Regions from separate parts of the Ovis aries genome. Here region 1 is linked to region 2. A link is a contact called in public Hi-C data. All regions are on one chromosome and are shown on one strand. Each heading gives the region's core, a stretch centred on a gene start, on an enhancer-like site or on the middle of the called end of the contact. The rest is flanking DNA. Distances are from core to core; before and after follow the strand shown.

Region 1 (6,611 bases), core at 4,096-6,595, 73 kb before region 2:
TTAAAAAGTCCTAGGACTATCACAGACTTACCCTGCGTATGATCCATGTGCTATTCTTGGCCAAGAATCTGAAGGAAGCTGAATGCCTGTATCAGGATGACATTCCCATCCCTAGAACCCAAAAATGACCGTGGCTCTGTCAAATCTAAAACCTTGTAGAAGGGAAGAAGTGGTTCAACAAAGAATGCTACTACCAGAAGAAGAATGGGATGCTGGCCAGGAAGAGGACCATTTCACAACCGTTTCACTAGAGGACCTTGGATTCTAAGCATCACTAGGAGCATCAGGCTCCTCTCTAACGTCACTGATTGTGACTCACCTTCCATTTGTACATGCCTTCTGTTGACCCATTTTTTCTCTCATTTGGCGATCTATTTTGCTGCCAGTAAGTGATAAAGTTCTTCCTTATATTGAATTAAGGTTTGCTTCCTTGGATTTTAAAAACACCAATCTCTCTACATGCTGCTGTTTAGAGTATAGCATTTGCCCCTTCCTTTCAATTGAAAGATGTCAGATATGACGCAAAGCATGCTTGCCACCCAGTGTTGTTTCCTCAGCCATTTCTCACACGACACATTTTCTACAGCCTTCATTGTCTTGGACACTTTTCCTCGAGATGTTTCCTCATTTGTCTATGTTTTTTTACTAGGGTATCATAAAAATGTGCTTCTGTGAAAGAATACGTGGGGGTGGATAAATAAAACAACAAGAAAACAAGCGTACACCGTGAAATGCAGACTATCATTTTGCTCACTGTGGTCCATCTATCTGCAAACAGTCCAATAGGGTAAAGATACCAATCCTTGCATTTAGATGTAAAGTGGAGGCAATAAGCCACTTTATGCTTCATCTTGAATCGAGTGACCACAGCCTGCACTGCCTGTACGTTCTGCACTAGAGTAATTCCGAACCACCATCTATTACTGAAAGTGAAAGTGAGGTCACTCAGTCGTGTCCAACTCTTTGTGACCCCATGGACTGTAGCCTGCCAGGCTTCTCCGTCCATGGGATTTCCCAGGCAAGAGTACCGGAGTGGGTTGCCATTTCCTTCTCCAGGGGATCTTCCTGACTCAGGAATAGAACCCAAGTATCCCGCATCGCAGGCAGATGCTTTACCCTCTGAACCACCAGGGAAGCCCCTTTATTACTGATGTGACTGGTTATTCCACAGGTGCACTAGGCTCTGAACTACTTGAGGGACTATGATTTATTTGCCCTTGTATTCCCAGAGCTTATCTCCATTCCAGGATATAGTGGATATTTAAATACATGCTTATTGAATAAACGGATGGGTAATTCTAATCATATTGTTTTTAGCTTAAACACAAAACTTTGCATTTGTCCTTAAAGATACACATATAACTGGCAGATGCGTGCTTTAAAACAAGTGATCTGTTTAAGTCTTAAAAATAATCCTTTATGTGTTTTTCAAACTAGCCCAAATATCTCATAGACAAGGGCTTCCCTGGTGCCTCAGACAGTAAAGAAACTGCTTGCGGTGCAGGAGACCTGGGTTCAATCCCTGGGTGGGGAAGATCCCCTGGAGAAGGAAATGGCCACCCTCTCCAGTATTCTTGCCTGGGGAATTCTATGGACAGAGAAGCCTGGTGGGCTACAGACAGTGAACAACGGCCGAATAAATGAAATTGACTTAGTAAAAGCTTAACTAGTAGAGGATCCATGTGCCTAGGACAGAGTTTCACAGATAGTAAATATTACAGAAATGTTTCTGGAATCAAGACTAACTTAAAGGATATTTAATTATCACACATATAGATTATGATGGTAAAGTAAAAATTGGAGAAAGTGGATTCAGTAGATTTGGTCTTAGATATCTATGAGCTTAGTTTCAAACGGACAGTGCGGAAGGATAGAACTGGCATAACACTGGTTAAGAAAAATGCCTAGAGAAAGTAGCAACATAGACTTTCAGAATTGTCTCTCAAAAAGATGATAGAGACCACTTATTCTACTCTTTTGCAAAGGAGAAAAACCTGATCACAAAAAGCCAAATGTCTTGTTCAAGGCCACATGGTTAGTTTCTAGCAGAAACAGATAAAGAATGCAGGGTTTAAGCTGGAAAAGTACAGGGTTTTTACTTTTGTTTAATGGGGCCTCTGTGTTGATGGAGTTAAACAGAAATACTTTAGAAATTTCTATTATTTTGTTTTTAAGGAAGGGATGTTGATCAGCTGGTTGATATTTCAATACGCTTACTTTCATGTGTAGCTGCGGGAGCATTCTAAATATAAAGCGACCACACTTCAATCATGAGGTTTCCCTATAGTACTTGTAGAGGGAATGCAGATTGAGGGAGCTATATGTAAGGTGCCCAGATAATTTATCACCCAGATGGAAACATTTCTAAGAATAAGAGAGGGTGCTATTAATAATTATGCTTGAACAATAGGCATAAACCCAGACTGTCAGGGTAAACCAAGATGTATTGTCACCACAGACAAATGTGTACTTGTTTCATAGTTCATTGCTTTCTATTAGGGAGCTGAGGACAAGGATTCTGATAATGGAAGTTGGGAGTAGGGGCTTATGTTTGCTTTTCATTAAGAATATACATTAAATAAAAAATGAGTTTCCAGATTTGGATTTAGTCCAAGCACATTACACATCTAGAGTTACACATCCAGAAATTATACATTTGTGATATCATCTGGAAGTATCAAGGTTACTAAACTATAGCATGAATCAGGTCTCAAATAGGCTGGGAAAAGTACAAGCTGTTTTGAGACACCTTAACCCCTCGCTAATATCATTACTAGTCATGAAAGCGATGCAACTGGTTTTATTTTGTCTTTGACTTGGGTCACATTCCATTGCAGGATGATGTAAGTTTCAACCAAGCATGGAATAGTAATGAGCAATTTGGGAGATCCAGTTCTAAAACCTTGCCTTTGGTCACACACAGCTAGCGCTTAGAATCTAAAAACACGGAACCTTTTGATTTGCAAGGTTAATCGTACACCTGTTTACTTTTGGCATATTTTCTAAGAGGTTAAATTGTAAAAGCAAATGGTCGACTTGTCCAAAAAAAAAAAAAAAAAATAAGCCTATGAGTCTTCTAGTATTTTTCCTAGCTCGTTGAAATGTACAAGCTTGGCCTGCATATCTCTCCTCTACAAACAGCTGAGGGCTCTTGACTTTTGCTTGTAGCCAGTAGTTTCCAGCTTGGCTAAACATTAGAATCATTTGGAAGGCTTTTTTAGAAATCCTGAGACAAAGGCCACACCTCAGAGCAATTAAATGATCAGCTCTGGTAACAGAACCCAGACATCAGTATTTTTAAAACCCTAGATAATTCCAGTGTGCTAGCAAAGTTGAGAAACACTACTGCACACCCAGCTCCATCTTCAGCTGTGGAATCATTTGAGGGATTATTAGAAGAGTGCTAGTTCAGGGCTCTGAGGAGTCTGGAGACGTCAACTCAAGTTACAAAGCTAGGACTTATTGTAGTAACTGATCTCCTAGAGTTGTAGGTGGAAGTAAGAAAAAGAGGGATAATTAGCTTTAGACTTTGGTGGGCTTTATTCTTAAACCTGGGATTAGGTACTTAAGTTAGCTGTAAGGCTTTGGACATGTTAGTCTCACCGAGCCTCAGTTTCCTCGTCTGTAAAATGGACCAGTAACACCTATTGCTGACCAGCTGTGATCACTTGCCTTGCTAATGAAACCAAACTTCCTCTCTTGTTTACCCTAGGTTTGGAAGCTTCTATTTCTAAAATATCTAGAGTCCTGTCTTGATCATCTGATATTCTAGGACTTAGCCTCTGCCTTCTTTGTCTGGATGCTTTCTCAACGTCTCTCTCTCCTGGACATCAGCTTGATGTTGGGAGTTTGCAACCTGCTGACCGATTATCCTGACCTCATTTTTTCTTGCACATGTACACTTGTGTGCTGCCCTTCCTAGATTCATTGTTCCTGGGCTCCTGTCACTCAACCACTGGCATATTCCAGAACCTCTTTCTGGATATCACTGACATTTGTTACCTCTAAGTACACACGTATTGAGTATCAAGATCTACCAGTCCGACTAGACTTCTTCTTAGTACCTCTAAGTAGGCTGTCACCCCTATATTTGCAGAGCATTTATCAAATCAAATCACTCTGGGTCTGTGCTCATAATTTACAGAATAGTGGCGGAAGATGGACACCAGAAGGCAGAGTACAGTCCCATGTAGTACAGGGACACGTGTTGGCCTTCATCATCCCTATATGCTCTTTTCTCAAGAAAGCTTAACACTTTTACATTTGCTTATATCACAAAATAAGATCATTGTTTAAAAATTATTTTAATTTTTGGGCAAGGAGAATGGCAAGGAAAATGGTTATTGGCTGTGTTATGTTGGTTTCTCATGCTTTGCTCTATACAATTGGGATGATTTAAATTAACTTTGATAAGTTTTGATAATTTTTCAAAGTTCATTTCCCACTCCTTGGCATGTTCAAGCACACGCTCAGTTCTATTTCAGGATCATCTTTGTGAATCTAAAGTGAACTCCGTACTTTTCCTTAGAAACCATTTAGTGTGCTGGGTGGATGAGGTATCCTTTGTCTCTGTAAAAACCAATCTGGCTTCATCTGTCAATTTCTATAAAGACTGTACAGGTATGCGTGCAAACAGGTCTCAAAGAAAGAAGGAATTTGATGGCCTTTTCAGCAATCTACATTGTGGAGCAATCAGTGAGAATGTTACCCAGGCTACCATTGACTCTTCCCTTGACTATGCTTATCAGTCCTAACTCCCCTCTGTGTCTTCCTAACTGTATTTCTTTGCGTTTCCTGTGGCTGTCTGCAACTTTATATCATCTACCAGAGGAATGAAACTGACTGATTCTACCAGAAGCAACGGAGAAGTGATATATGGCTCACAGGAGTGATGGTGAAAACCATGATGACGACTGCTGTTTTTATTTTAAAGCATTTTACCAGGCCTTCCCTGGTGGCTCAGACAGTAAAGAAACTGCTTGCAATGTAGGAGACCTGGGTTCAATCCCTGGGTTGGGAAGATCCCCTGGAGAAGGAAACGGCAAACCCGTCCAGTATTTTTGTCTGGAGAGTTCTATGGACAGAGGAGCCTGGTAGGCTACAGTCCTTGGGGTCCCAAAGAGTTGGACATGACTGAAGAACTAACACTTTCACTTTAGCGTTTTAGAGAATTCAGAAATTATTGGCTGCTCCCTGATCACTCTACTCACTACCACTCAACCAGTTTATTTTGTAGTGATCAGGGCTGGTTTAGCAAAAATTAAAACGGAGGAAATGGTTAGGCTCAGTGAATCTGTCTCCACTACTGTGTCTAGGCTCCTCCTGCTGGTTTCCTGGGGTGCCCTCTGCTGGGCTCCAACCAGAGTGTATGAGTTTCATGGGCTAATGCGTGGCAATAGCCCATGAAACTCATGCCTCAACCTTCACTAGAAACTTACCATTTTATATCATATGTCATCAGAATCCTAATATTTGTTTTCCAAGCTGACAATTAATGCAGGTAAATTAACCCATGTCAGTGAGTAATATATTTTATTGTATAAATGGGAAAAAACCCCAACACCCCTCCCAGCTTATTTAATTATACATTTTCACAGTGACCTCATGGAGATAACACTTCTACTTAGAGTCCAATTCATTAATGGTGGGAATGGAGGCCAGGAATATGAAGAAGGCTATATTCTGAGAAATCAAAGGGGAAACTATTTTCCAACAGGTCAGACCTTATGGCTCCTCTCAAAGACTGTGAGGGCAGCTGTGTACTCTAGCTATCTGTATGCTGGTACAGATTACTCTATGGGGGTAATTTTCACTCTGCTAGCAGGAAAAGAATGAACAACATTATTTACCTCTATATATTTATGAAGAGTACCTTGAACTCTTTTAGAGGGTATTATCTGAATCCTAATGATAGGTAAGTGCATGGCATTGTGGGGTGGATCAGTTTGTCCATCAAGATATGTGTAGGGCGTGCGTTCATTGGCATGACCTCTGCTGGCCTGTGTTCTTTCTTGTCTACTGAGATCAGTTGGGCAATCCTTGTCTGTAAGCACATTTCCCAAGAACTGGTTAGAGCCAGTCTTCATAAGAGGAACCTATTATGAAACCAGCTCCAGAGGATATTTACTCTGTTGAAGATCGGCTGAAAGATACACTTGCTTGAAAATGAAATTGCTTTCTCCTGGGTCCCTCCTAGCCCCTTGAAAACCAGAAATCCTTGGGGCTCAGATAGAATTAGAGAAGGGAGATGACAGCTAGATCTGATCTGCTTTTTAAAACTTTCTCACTACTTAAGCTGTTATTTTCATAGCTATTGAATGCATGTTTCATGAAGATCAGTTAACTCCATAACATATTATCAAGTTAATAATGTGCCTGAGGTTGGGAACTTGGAAAACATAGCTTGCATTTTTTGAAGGCTCACCTTTTTTCTTAAAGTTTAGTGTGAAATGTGTATCCTTGTCTTTAACCTGGGTTCGATCCCTGGGTTGGGAAGTTCCCCTAGAGAAGGGAAAGTCGTACCCACTCCAGTATTCTGGCCTAGAGAATTCCATGGACTCTGTAGTCCATGGGGTTGCAAAGAATAATCTATCCATGTTTAAGACAAAAAT
Region 2 (6,512 bases), core at 2,745-5,244:
GCATTTCTTTTCTTTGGGATTGGAATGAAAATTGACCTTTTTCAGTCCTGTGGCCACTGCTGAGTTTTCCAAATTTGCTGGCATATTGAGTGCAGCACTTTCATAGCATCGTCTTTCAGGATTTGAAATAGCTCAACTGGAACTCCATCACCTCCACTAGCTTTGTTCATAGTGATGCTTTCTAAGGCCCACTTGACTTCACACTCCAGGATGTTTGGCTCTAGGTGAGTGATCACACCATCGTGATTATCTTGGTCTTGAAGATCTTTTTGTACAGTTCTTCTGTGTATTCTTGCCACCTCTTCTTAATATCTTCTGCTTCTGTGAGGTCCATACCATTTCTGTCCTTTATCGAGCCCATCTTTACATGAAATATTCCCTTGGTATCTCGAATTTTCTTGAAGAGATCTCTAGTCTTTCTCATTCTGTTTTCCTCTATTTCTTTGCATAGATCGCTGAGGAAGGCTTTCTTATCTCTTCTTGCTATTCTTTGGAACTCTGCATTCAGATGCTTATATCTTTCCTTTTCTCCTTTGCTTTTCACAGCTATTTGTAAGGCCTCCTCAGACAGCCATTTTGCTTTTTTGCATTTCTTTTCCATGGGGATGGTCTTGATCCCTGTCTCCTGTACAATGTCACGAACCTCAGTCCATAGTTCATCAGGCACTCTATCTATCAGATCTAGGCCCTTAAATCTATTTCTCACTTCCACTGTATGATCATAAGGGATTTGATTTAGGTCACGCTTGAATGGTCTAGTGGTTTTCCCTACTTTCTTTGATTTAAGTCTGAATTTGGCAATAAGGAGTTCATGATCTGAGCCACAGTCAGCTCCTGGTCTTGTTTTTGCTGACTGTATAGAGCTTCTCCACCTTTGGCTGCAAAGAATATAATCAATTTGATTTCGGTGTTGACCATCTGGTGATGTCCATGTATAGAGTCTTCTCTTGTGTTGTTGGAAGAGAGTGTTTGCTATGACCAGTGCATTTTTTTGGCAAAACTCTATTAGTCTTTGCCCTGTTTCATTCTGCATTCCAAGGCCTAATTTGCCTGTTATTCCAGGTGTTTCTTGACTTCCTACTTTTGCATTCCAGTCCCCTATAACGAAAAGGACATCTTTTTTGGGTGTTAGTTCTAAAAGATTTTGTAGGTCTTCATAGAACCGTTCAACTTCAGCTTCTTCAGCGTTACTGACTGGCTCATAGACTTTGATTACTGTGATACTAAATGGTTGTCCTTGGAAATGAACAGAGATCATTCTGTCGTTTTTGAGATTGCATCAAAGTACTGCATTTCGGACTCTTTTGTTGACCATGATGGCTACTCCATTTCTTCTAAGGGATTCCATGTACCAGGAAAATTTTGATATAGATTCCTTGATATCACATCATAGCCTTACTAGGTGTTAAACTTTAAGAGATTCCAACAGAAAACAAGCCAGTCTGTTAATAAATGGTAAATTTTAGCCTGCCTTCAGACTTCTTTACATCAGCTTTTAGTGTTAAAAGATAATGGAGCAATATTTATTTAGTTCTGTGGGAGAAAGAATATTATATTCAGCCAATATAGCATTTGAAATTATCAAACTTAAAGACAATGCTGGGAATGCAGCATTCATAAATTTTCTTGGGTAAAAAACTTAAAAACCAAACTACATGATACTGAAATATGACTAATAAAGAGAGGACCTGTCCATACCAGTGAAAAAACAGAATTCAGTAACGATGATGGCAAAAGGATCATGGAAAAGGTACTACCATCTATGCATTTAGATACTGGAATAATCTTACAATTATGAGAATTATATTTATAGATTTAAATGTAAATGTTAAGCCTAGACAATGGAAAACATATTATATTAACCCTATATATATATACACCCCTATATATATGTGTGTATGTATGTGTATATATACACACACACCTAATGTTTGGAAGAGTGAAATGGGAGGAGACCTGAGCATTGATGATTTTATTATCTTTTACAGTATGTAGTCAAGTTGATACTATAAAATTGAAATACCTAGGTCATAAAAAACAGTGATTCCAATCCTTTACTGTCTTTATAATTTCTTAAGAGAGGCCTTTTATCTTTCTTGTGATGATTAGAATGTATTTTGTGGTATAGAAGCATTTTTTGATGTTTAAGAACTATTTCTCTTCCATTTTAGCTTTTCTCATGACAAATTCAAATAAACTGAAATTAAATTTTGTATATTATAGAAACTATAATATGGTCACATATTTTAAACATTTATAAGTAGGCATCTAATCATATTTAGTATGTCTAGAAATGATGTTCAGATATGAACATCATTTTTTTATTTTAAATGTGATTTTTACTTTAAAATAGTCAACAGTCTGCAACAAAATGACATATAATATATAAAGTCGGAATGATTTGTTAAATAAACCTTTATATGTAATGACTTACTTGCTTTTTCCAGTGTTCTCCATTAATTTTCATAGAATTAGATTTCTCTCCCATCATTTCCCTTTCCCTTCAGTCTGTATAACTTTTCAGCATTTCCTGATGCTCAGATTTTTTGGAAATAAATTTTTTCAGTTTTTGCCTGAAAGTGTTTTTATTGTACCTTTCTGTTAGAGGGATATTGTCACTGGATATAGATTTGCAGGTTAACAGGTTTTGTTTGTTTGTTTGTTACAGGACTTTAAGGGGTCATTCCATTGTCTTCTGGTTTCCAGTTTCTGATGAGAATAGTATTAACTTCTATTATGATTTTCTTGAATACAATGTTCCCTTCACTTCCCCAAGCTGCCCTCACGATCTGCTATTCAGATTCACAAGAATTTGACTATGATATGCCTAGGGATACTTTTCTTTGCTTGGGATTCTCTAAGCAATTTGGATTTGTGTTTTGTGCTAATAAACTTGGAAAATTCCTGGACATCATAATAGTCACTTAATATTTATGAAGATTACTTATGGATGAAGTTTGAAGTGACTTTTAACAGTTTTTAATCTTTATATTTTTATTATTTGTTTCAATTCCTATAATAAATCTTTATCATTTTTCTAAAAACAACAATTAAAAAATAGTCTAAGCAAATTTGTTGATATATTAGTAGTGATCAAGTCTACATAAACAGTATATAGACATAGGGACCATTTATTAATACTGCTTTTTTCTGTTTTTAAAACTTTGAAGCACAACAATATTAAAATAATAGGAAGAATGGTTTTGGAGACCTAAGGAAAATGTGCCATTTCAAAATCTCCAGGTATATGTTAATTCTGTTATGAAAAATAGTTAAGAAATAGTCAGTACAGTCCTACAAGTGGCCTAATCAAAACCACCTATCTTTTGGATAGCCTAAGAAAGAGCACAGAACAATGCAGCCTAAAGAACTTAGAAGAATGAAATCTTCAATAAAATTAGGCTATATTTTTTCAACTCAAAAATTACAAATTTGAGATTACAAAAAAAGAATATCTTTGATTCAGTGATAACCGCCTAGAAAGCAAGACATTATCTCCAGTTAGTTCACTGATGTAATTCTTAGTTCATAGTAAGGTCCTTGGCACCCAGAAGGAGCTTAAGAAATATTTGTTAAATAAGAGATTCTGGCTTTGAATTTTCATTAGTGACAGACAGTAGGATGGGGTGGGGACGGGCAGGTGTTGGTTCTAGTCCTCTAATTTTCTCACCATAGTTAGGTAATTTGGGAGTTGCTCAATACAAATTTGCTTTGGCTCAGGCTTTGTGTTTCTCACATTCCATGTGCCAAGACTCTCTTACAGGAGAATGAACACCCACTGATGGCTGGTCTCTGCTCTTCTGGGTCTGTGCCCCTCTGGTGGTGGGCTTGCTTGGCACTGAACCTCCAGGTGACTTCCTGGCTGCGTCTGGCTTCTCTGCTGGGCCTGAGTTTGCATATTGCTGCTGCCTTTTCTTGTGACTCCTTCTCCTTAAAGGGCTTCACAGCTTCTGCTTTTGCTCTCCGCTTGGCAGACACTCCTGTGAAGTCTCCGTGATTTCTTGCTTCTGGCGTCACACAGAGCTGCTGACCTACTGCTGTTTTGCATCACCAAGTGACTTAGCAGCAGAGACAAGGGATTTCATACCAATGACAGGATTGAAAAGACCAATACTGTATTTATGTGTCTGTACATTTTCTTCAGGTGTGAGAAAACTAGGAATTTCATCTTTCATTGATTCACATTTTTTCAACAGCTCTTTTTCACAATTTAACTTGCTTTTGTTAATGTTCCTATTTACAATAAGATTCTTCAATCTGACGTGTGCATTAAATATATAGAGAAAAGGAAAATAAGTGAGTCATCTTGATGGCCACCGGCTCTCAGTGCAATTGAAACATTTAGAATGCTTTGGGAACAACTATCACTCAAATGCTCCTAAAAATATTTGGATGGGATCAGTAATTACCTAGTGTTCACCATGGGTTATATCAAGTTCTTCTAAAATTCCTTACTAATTTAAGGGCCACTATTCAGAACAAAGAGAGTCAATGGAAGTTCACTTAGCTTAGTCTGCTGGCTTCAGAGATGTCTGTAACTAAATTATCTGGGTCGCATGGCTTCACTTTCAGAGTGAGACCAATGTCTATCCTAAATTTTGTAAATCCTAGGTGCAACAATTCTGTTTGTTTTTTTAAACCAGAAATATCCATATTATAGATAAGATATCTTTTGCTTTATGCAACTAAAGTTTCCATCTGCAATTTAAGAAACTTTTTCTCTATGTGCCACTTTGGTCAGTCTTTTTTGGGATGGATACTCATGAATCAAAAGACAATTAGTCGGTTATGCCTCAGCAATTTCATCTCCAGATGGCATGGTCCCCGTCCTTCAGTTTTTCCTCTTGAACCTTGTTCTACAGGACTTTATCGCAGAGACTCTCAAGGTTCTTTATGCTTCTGTTAAGTTTCAAAGCATGGCATGCTAATCAGTTGTGATACTACTTATCAGGAGCCAGACTCTTTCTGACAAGATACAAGGAACTGAAAATTAAAGTTGTTTTTTTTCTGTAAAGTTACAACAACACAAACCCCTGACCCCACCAACACCCTGCTTTGAGAGTTTCCAGATAAGAACATGTTCAGAAGGACATACTGAGTTGGGTGGCAGGACTGAGAACAGACAAGGCTGAAAGTGATCATAAGAGTACTGAGGCGGAACTAAAGAGTGGAGGAGAGGTTTGGAATCGGAGGGTAATTTTTAAAGGTTTTAATAGAAAGTGGAGAAGAGATTCGAGTTGGATTAAGCTTTGAACATGAAAAATAGTTTTAACTGAAATTACAAAAATTGCCAAACTGTACCATGACTATTTAAACACTGTTATATTTACAAGAACCTTAAAACATAGTTTGAAATAATTTTTGGTTTACTTTGAGAAATCTCTGTCATAGGGAACTGGAAATACCCAGAATCTGTAAAAATACTATTATTATTAATAATGATAACAATGACAATAATAAAATAGTTAAAGTGAGTTGTTTTCTTGTTTCTGGGATGGTTTTTCTATGCAGAACAGATTATGCAAAAGTTTATTATTATTAATAGTCTTGTCTAATAGTAAGTCTGTAGCAAGTCAAGCAGAATCAGCCCTTTTGTACACTTAGAGCAAATCACACACATGGCAAATCAGCAAGATGAACACTTTAAATATATTATCATTTTATTTGTCAATTATACCTAAACAAAGCTGAAAAAAGCCTATAATAGCAAATAGGACAAATCACTGATACGTCTAAAAACATGAATGAATCTCAAAATCAGCATGCTGGATAAAAGAGTCAGTCACAAAGAAGTGCCCACAGTATGATTCTATTTATACAAAATTCTAGAAACCACAAATTACTATACAGTGACAGAAAGCAGATCAGTGGCTCCCTGGCTATCGGAGCAAAGGGAAGGATGGTCTGCAGAGCGGCCTGGGGAATCTTTGTGGGGAGATGGAAATGTTCTCTGTCTTGACTGTGGTTTCATGAGTGTGTAGTCACCTGGTTTCTTAAAGGCTGAAGAACAAAATAGGGTTTTGAATTTGCTGTTTTAATAAAGTGAATGCTTATCTTTTAAACCAAGGAGTCAGCAAACTTTTCCTGAAGGCAGTCACATAGTGAATATTTTAGACTTAGGAGGGCATATGGTCTCTGTCGAAACTACATTGAAATTTGTCTCATACAATTTTCCCAGGTCATAAAATATTATTCTCCTTTTTACTTCTCCTAACATTTATAAATGAAAAAGCCATCCATAACACTATAAGAGGACTTCCCTGGTGGCACAGCGGATAAGAATTTGCCTGCCAATACAGGGGATACAAATTCAATCCCTGATCTGGGTAGATTCCACCTGCCATGAAGCAACTAAGCCTGTGTGCCCAAACTACTGAGCCAGCTCTGGAGCCTGGAAGCTGAACATTCTAGAGCCTGTGCTTTGCAACAAGAGGAACCACTTCAATGAGAAGCCCAAGCACTGCAATGAAGAGCGATCCCTATTTGCCACAGCCATGACCACCCTAGAGAGC

Evidence for each region. A called contact is a pair of places that touch in the nucleus more often than the background predicts.
Region 1: a Hi-C map of blood shows a contact between it and region 2, with 1.9 times the contacts expected there. The contact joins two enhancer-like sites. A contact is called at or near these places in 3 of 16 Hi-C or Micro-C datasets (blood and liver).

The regions. Positions count from the first base shown.
Region 1 is chr5:88,361,750-88,368,360 of ARS-UI_Ramb_v3.0, reverse strand. No RefSeq gene overlaps it. Among named protein-coding and RNA genes, the nearest start is that of ARRDC3, 140 kb to the left of the region's middle. Within about 2 kb of position 5,345, at least 27 of the 54 cell types and tissues checked have an H3K27ac peak or open chromatin away from gene starts, as enhancers often do. A contact at or near this core is called in liver, where this site is marked.
Region 2 is chr5:88,287,678-88,294,189 of ARS-UI_Ramb_v3.0, reverse strand. All of the region lies in intron 87 of ADGRV1 (adhesion G protein-coupled receptor V1), which reads right to left. Among named protein-coding and RNA genes, the nearest start is that of ARRDC3, 210 kb to the left of the region's middle. Within about 2 kb of position 3,994, at least 8 of the 54 cell types and tissues checked have an H3K27ac peak or open chromatin away from gene starts, as enhancers often do. A contact at or near this core is called in liver, where this site is marked.